2 separate regions of the Rattus norvegicus genome follow, and region 1 is linked to region 2. Evidence: chromatin contacts called from public HiChIP or PLAC-seq data. All regions are on one chromosome and are shown on one strand. Each heading gives the region's core, a stretch centred on a gene start, on an enhancer-like site or on the middle of the called end of the contact. The rest is flanking DNA. Distances are from core to core; before and after follow the strand shown.

Evidence for each region. HiChIP or PLAC-seq counts read pairs in DNA pulled down with a chosen protein or histone mark.
Region 1: an H3K27ac HiChIP or PLAC-seq map of oligodendrocytes shows a contact between it and region 2, with 2.8 times the contacts expected there. The contact joins the promoter of Plekhb1 here to the promoter of Coa4 in region 2. A contact is called at or near these places in 1 of 12 Hi-C or Micro-C datasets (hepatocytes) and 1 of 1 datasets of contacts at active chromatin or transcription factors (oligodendrocytes).

The regions. Positions count from the first base shown.
Region 1 is chr1:164,423,464-164,426,423 of GRCr8, reverse strand. Plekhb1 (pleckstrin homology domain containing B1) reads left to right here and starts at 1,252. Exons shown (of 8, transcript NM_172033.2): 1 at 1,252-1,394; 2 at 2,850-2,925. The coding sequence starts at 2,889.
Region 2 is chr1:164,293,028-164,295,834 of GRCr8, reverse strand. It overlaps Coa4 (cytochrome c oxidase assembly factor 4 homolog), which reads right to left and starts at 1,493. Exons shown (of 2, transcript NM_001127655.1): 1 at 1,425-1,493.

The sequences.
Region 1 (2,960 bases), core at 3-2,502, 130 kb before region 2:
TTGTCAGATATTCTCCATATCAGACATTTACATTACATTTGATAATAGTAGCAAAAATACAGTTAGGAAGTAGCAACAAAATAATTTTATGGTCAGGGTCACCACAAAGTGAGGAACTATATTGAAGGATCATAGCGTTAGGAAGGTTGAGAACCATTGCTAGACTGGGACTCCTAAGTAGCTGTGGCTTCAGGCTGGCCACCTGTTCAGTGGAAATTGGTCTTGTTTTTGTTTTTGCTTTAGCACTGGAGATGAAACCTAGGGTCTCACCAATGCTGGGCAAGTCCTCTACAGTGAGCTCTGTCTCCAGTCTCCTCCTTCTCCTCCTCTTTTTTTCTTTTTAAAAATTTGAGACAGGTTCTAAGTTGCCCAGATTGGCCTTGAACTCATTCCATTCAGGCTAGCCTTGAACATCCTGCATCTCAGCCTACCAGGTTCCTGGGGACTGGAGATCTATACAACCAGGCCCAGCTTCTGCTGAACTCACCATCATGTCCTTGAGTATCACTGGGGCAGTTTGTTCAGCAACTGTATATACACAGCTACAGCCCTTTGGGGCCATGATCTCTCTCTCTCTCTATGATGATGATGATGATATGTGTGGGGGTGCATGAGTATGTGTATGCACAGGTCAACCTCAGCTACCCTTCCTCCATGGCCATCCACCATATTTTCTGAGACAAGGTGACTTAGGAGTCACAGTCAGGTGAGGCTGGAAGGCCAGTGAGTTCCAGGGATCCAACTGTCTCTTCCTCTCCAGGACTGCCATATTGGCTTTTATAATGCAGCTTCTGGGAATCTGAACTCCATTCCTCGTGTAACACTTTATTGACTGAGGGATCTCCCCAACCCTCCAGCCACACAGTCTTTTATGTCAGGGATGGAGTGTAGATAGGTATTTAGCAGGTCCTGGAATATATCTTTTGTACCAATAGGGGAAACGTATTTTCTAAAAAGTAGAAATAATAGAAAAATCTGTGGTGGTACACATCTGTAGTCTCAGCTGCTCAGTAGACCATTTGAGGACAGCCCTGGAAATATAGGCAGATCTAAAGAGAAAAGGAAGAAAATAAAATGTGTCTTACCTTTCCTGGGGTTCACACAGGACTGTCATTCCGGGCTGCTTCTGCCCAGTCTAGAACTGCAGACTACAAATCCCAGCATGGCTCAGTCATTGAATTTTTCCACGCCACGCCCCCTCCCTGGGAGTGAGTTGGTCTGGAGGGCGGGGCCCGGGGGCAGTTAGGCCCCAGGCAGTGCGCTGAGCCTGGGGAGTGAAATGCCTCAGGCTCTCTGGGGGTATGCAAAGCGCAGGTGCGACCAGCTCGGGTAGCATCTTCATCGAGTAGCAGCGGGGCATTTGTGGCAGCGGTATCCACAACAGGTGTGAACAGGTGGGTGCATCAAGGGGAACTTGAGAGGGACTGTACACTTGACCCTCTTGTAAGATCTGTGTCAGGGCTTGGAGAGAGGGATGAGCCAGAGGAGAAACACAAGAGGCCAAGGCTTCCACTCTAGGTGTGCCAGCCCTAGTTGCGCAGCAACAGGTGCGAGCGGATGGGGGAAGGGCTAAGGCACCTGCTCATAAATAAGTCGTTCTTAATAAGAGAAGGAAGACACCTGAATTCGTCTGAACTCTGTCACATACAGGGATGTGTCACTTGTCCCTGTTCCTCTCAGTTCGTCCAGCTGTAAAGTATTCTTCAAGGTCTCCATTAACGGGGTGTCTGGAGATGCAGAGAGGTTTGCAGTAGCTGGCAAAATTGGGGATCACCTGGGGGTCTGCAAAAACTAGTAGTGTTTGTCTCCGCCTTCACAGTTACAAATCTGAGCCGCCTGATCCTGCACATCGTGTGGTGTTTTTTCATTTGGTTGCTCTGTTTTTCCATGACAGGGTTTCTCTGTGTAGCCCTGGCCATCCTGTAACTTTGAAGTCAGAGAGCCACCTGCCTCTGCCCCCAGAGTACTGGGATTAAAGGCATGAGTTACCACTGCCCAGGCTGGTTTTCTTTTGGGGACAGTCTCACTGTATAGGCCTGGCTGGCCTGAAGCTTGTTAGGTAGACCAGGCTAGTCTCCAATTCACAGAGCTCTGCCTGCCTCTGCCTTCCGAGTGCTAGGATTAAATATGGTGCCACTACACCCAACTGGCATTGGGTCTTTTTCAAGCTCTTGGAAAAGAGCTGAGGTGGCTAGGTGTGGATCCCGCCCTCATTGCTTTGTAATCAAGGGGGTCTATGTAGTTTGGCCCTCTCCAGGCCCATTTCCAAACTGTCTTTAAAATAGGAATGATGGCAAGGATGGTTGGGAAGCTCAAGTGAGCTAGTAGGTGAAGGCAGAGAACTGTAGCAAGTGCACAGTGCTCAACGGCATAGCTGTTTTTTTCTGGACTTCAAAAATGGCCGCTGTGGTGTCTGAATATGAAGGAGGCTCTTCTGCCACGGAAATTCGTTGCTCTGACTGATACTCTGTACTGCTCCGGTTTCCAAATCCCATCTTCTAACATTTTATGAGCGTTAGCAAGTCCTCATCCCGGCCTTTACCTGCCTCATTCAGGCCAGAGGAGCATGGTGCAGAGACTTGCCAAGGTTCTGGAACTCAGCCTGGCCTAGGCTTGCATCCACACCCCCATCCTGCCCTATTGGGTGGCTGCCTGCTGACCCCACTGGGACAGTGTCCCCATTCTCTGCAGGAGCAGAGCCTTAGGAGGGGCGGGCAGAGAGTGCCTGACTGTTTGTTTACTAACGCAGCCTTGCATGGTTCCAGGCTCTCTAGGGAGGGCAGGGCTGGGGCCTTCTTTCAGGAGCTGCATTGAATTGTGAGGTCTGTGTATCCTGGCTCCTCTGACAGGTCCCACCCGACTCCACCCTGGAAAGTCCTTTTGAAGAAATGGCCCTGGTGAGGGGCGGCTGGCTATGGAGACAGAGTGAGTGATTCTGGGTCAAGTCCCTGTCTGCCTTG
Region 2 (2,807 bases), core at 244-2,743:
GTGTGATGAATTGAGATAAAAGTATCTAAGCTCAATGGAGTCTGCTAGTGGAATGCAAGTTAAATGAAATGCCATCTTTTTGGAGAAGCCATTTCTGATCTACCTCAAAATAAAACAAGCAAACAAAAACACCAAACAAAGAAGCAGCCTTTCTTCTTTCCTTCAGAAGAGTAAAGTTGAACACTTGGAAGAGAACCCAAGAACACAAAGGTTTGACACGTGGGAGGAACTGAGAAGCTCAGTGTAGCTGTAGCACAAAGCGCATGTAGGTTGAGGTAAAAGATGAGTCTGTGGGGTATGAGGCCACTTAGTCAGCAACATCCAATGTGAGGTATATTTGCTCAGACTGTTTCCCCAAGATCATCTGTTTCAGAGCCCTACAGAATGCAGCAAGGGGGGGACTCAGGAAAGGTCAATAGAGACAATGTTCACTTTTGCAAAAAGTTTATGACGATGCAATGTAAAGGAGCTAAAAGCCTCTTTTCTGTGTATTCATTAACAAGTGGTTACTGTGTTATGTGCCAGCTACTATGTTAAGGTATACATGGAAAGACCAGGCTAGAAACAACTCCTGCCCTCATGAAGTTTACACTCTAGGCAAGTAAACAAGGAGTTTACCACATTACTGCAGACAGCTGGAAACACAGAGGCAGGGATAATCTGTCAAGACTTTCTAGAGGAAATGACTTCCAGGATGAAACTCAAGGATGAATAACTTAGACATGGGAAAACTACTTCTGGCTAGAGGTAGACACGTTAGAGGAATCACAAGTTCGGTGATTGGGCTGAAAATGTGATTTGGTAGTAAAGCAAATGTCCAACGTGGAAAAGTACATTGAATTTGACCCTCAGCATCACAGAACAATAAAACACTTCAGTAGCTGGAGAAAACAGGAGAGCAGGAAATGAAAACTGGCAGAAATGAGTAAATGATTGATCAGCAAAGCTTTGCAGCCCGTGTTAGGATAAGACTATTATCACGAGGACAAGGGGTCCCAGAGGATTTAAGCACTTCTCTCTATATAAATCTCACCTGTATGGAGGCACAAGAAAAAGGGGAAATGGCTTTGAAGCAGACATTGACTGGAGACCCATCTTACTAACCGAGACCGTCAACAGGTCACACACGGAGAATGAAAACCGCTTTAGGATTCACTAGGTAGACTGAGTAAAGAGTACTGCAGTCTATGTCCAATACAAGTTGTCCTCGATATTCCTTGAATGAAATGAGTTCGACCCATGCTTAGAGATAAGGGCAGGATAGATGGCTGACAGCTTAGCCATGTCTTCTAGTAAAGCATGACAGGAAGGGGAAGCAGAGAAGTACAGGCATCCAGGTCCCCTGAAGCACCTCTCCTAGTTTCAAGAGCACTCCCGCGGTCCCTGCGTTGCATCCGGTGTAGGGGTGCGTGTGCAGTGCTCACCCGCAGGTGCAGAAGAGCGTGCAAGCGCGTTCCGCCCCAAACGCCAGGGTCTGTAGGCAGTAAGTTCTCCCCCTCTTCTCTCCGCAGGAAGCGGACCCAACTGGAGCGCACACACGGAAGAACAGAACCCTCTGCAATTCTCATTGGCGAACTCTCCTTGTAGAGCCCGCCCTTGGCCCCACTCTTCCGGGGAAGGGCGGAAGAAGCGGACCAATAGAGACCGGATTTCGGAAAAGACACCTTTGATAGTTCTGAGAGACTGTGTGTTCATGTGGCCCCAGGCCCGAGAGAGGTACAGAGGAGGCGAGTAGCCATTATGCCTTTTCACCAGCGAGAGTCCACACAACTGGCCCCCATATCTGAAGTGGGTTACCCGCGTGGGTTGCCACGTAAGCTGAAGGGCACAGGATCCAGAAAAGGAATTTCAAACCCGCTTAGACATTATTTTTCATTCCCAAGTAAAACAAACATGTATGCGCAGTGTAACCCATGTCATAACTAGGATCTATAATGCCCTAATTGCTGCCGTGAAAGGGAGAGGCATTTTCTATTTAATTTTTTAGATTACATTCAGGTATTTATGTGTGGTATTGAGGTACACCGTATGGAGAGCAGAGGACAGCAGGAATTGATCTATCCTAACCATGTGGGTCCCGATCTTGAACTCGAGTTTTTTGGTGGTCGGTAACTTTATACCTGAACCATCTTGCAAGGCCCAAGGAATTGATCTCCCCCACCACACCCCCGTGCCTGCCTTCTCTCTCCCACTTTCATCGGCAGTGCGCACCACTTTGCTGGAATTTCTTAATTTACCATCGTTCTAGACTTCTGAGTGAAAAGTGAGTTACTTTGAGAGACCAAACCCATTCCAGCTTGGGACTGGCCTCCATCTTAAAAGAAAAAAAGCCTGAGAACTTGACCTACAGCAACACCCAAGCTGCACCCACGTGAGTTTCTTCCCTAGCTACTTCCTAACAACAGTCAATCAAAGATTAGTCTGATTGTTTCAGATGTACTTACAGACCGTTTGCGATTGTATATGGTCTTGCTTCAGAGCACTCATTTGTTGAACTATAGTCATTCTATTAGATGCTTGCCAGACTGGACACTCCCTCCCTCAGCCCCTCACTCGCTCCTATTTTCCTATAAAAACTTGTCTTGCTGAGGGTTCGAGGCTGCTCAGCCTTCCTTTCCCACCTTCCCTTCCTGTCCTGCTGTGTCAGGGTTGGGTTGGAGGAGAGCCCAAGCCAGAGCTAGTAATAAAGAGACCCTAATGTTGTTACATCGGAGATGGCTCCTGGGTGGTCTTTTGGGGTTCACTAACGCTTCCTGGCCCAATTTCACCTAGCCATATTCAGACAGCTCCCAATTCTTCCTTTACCT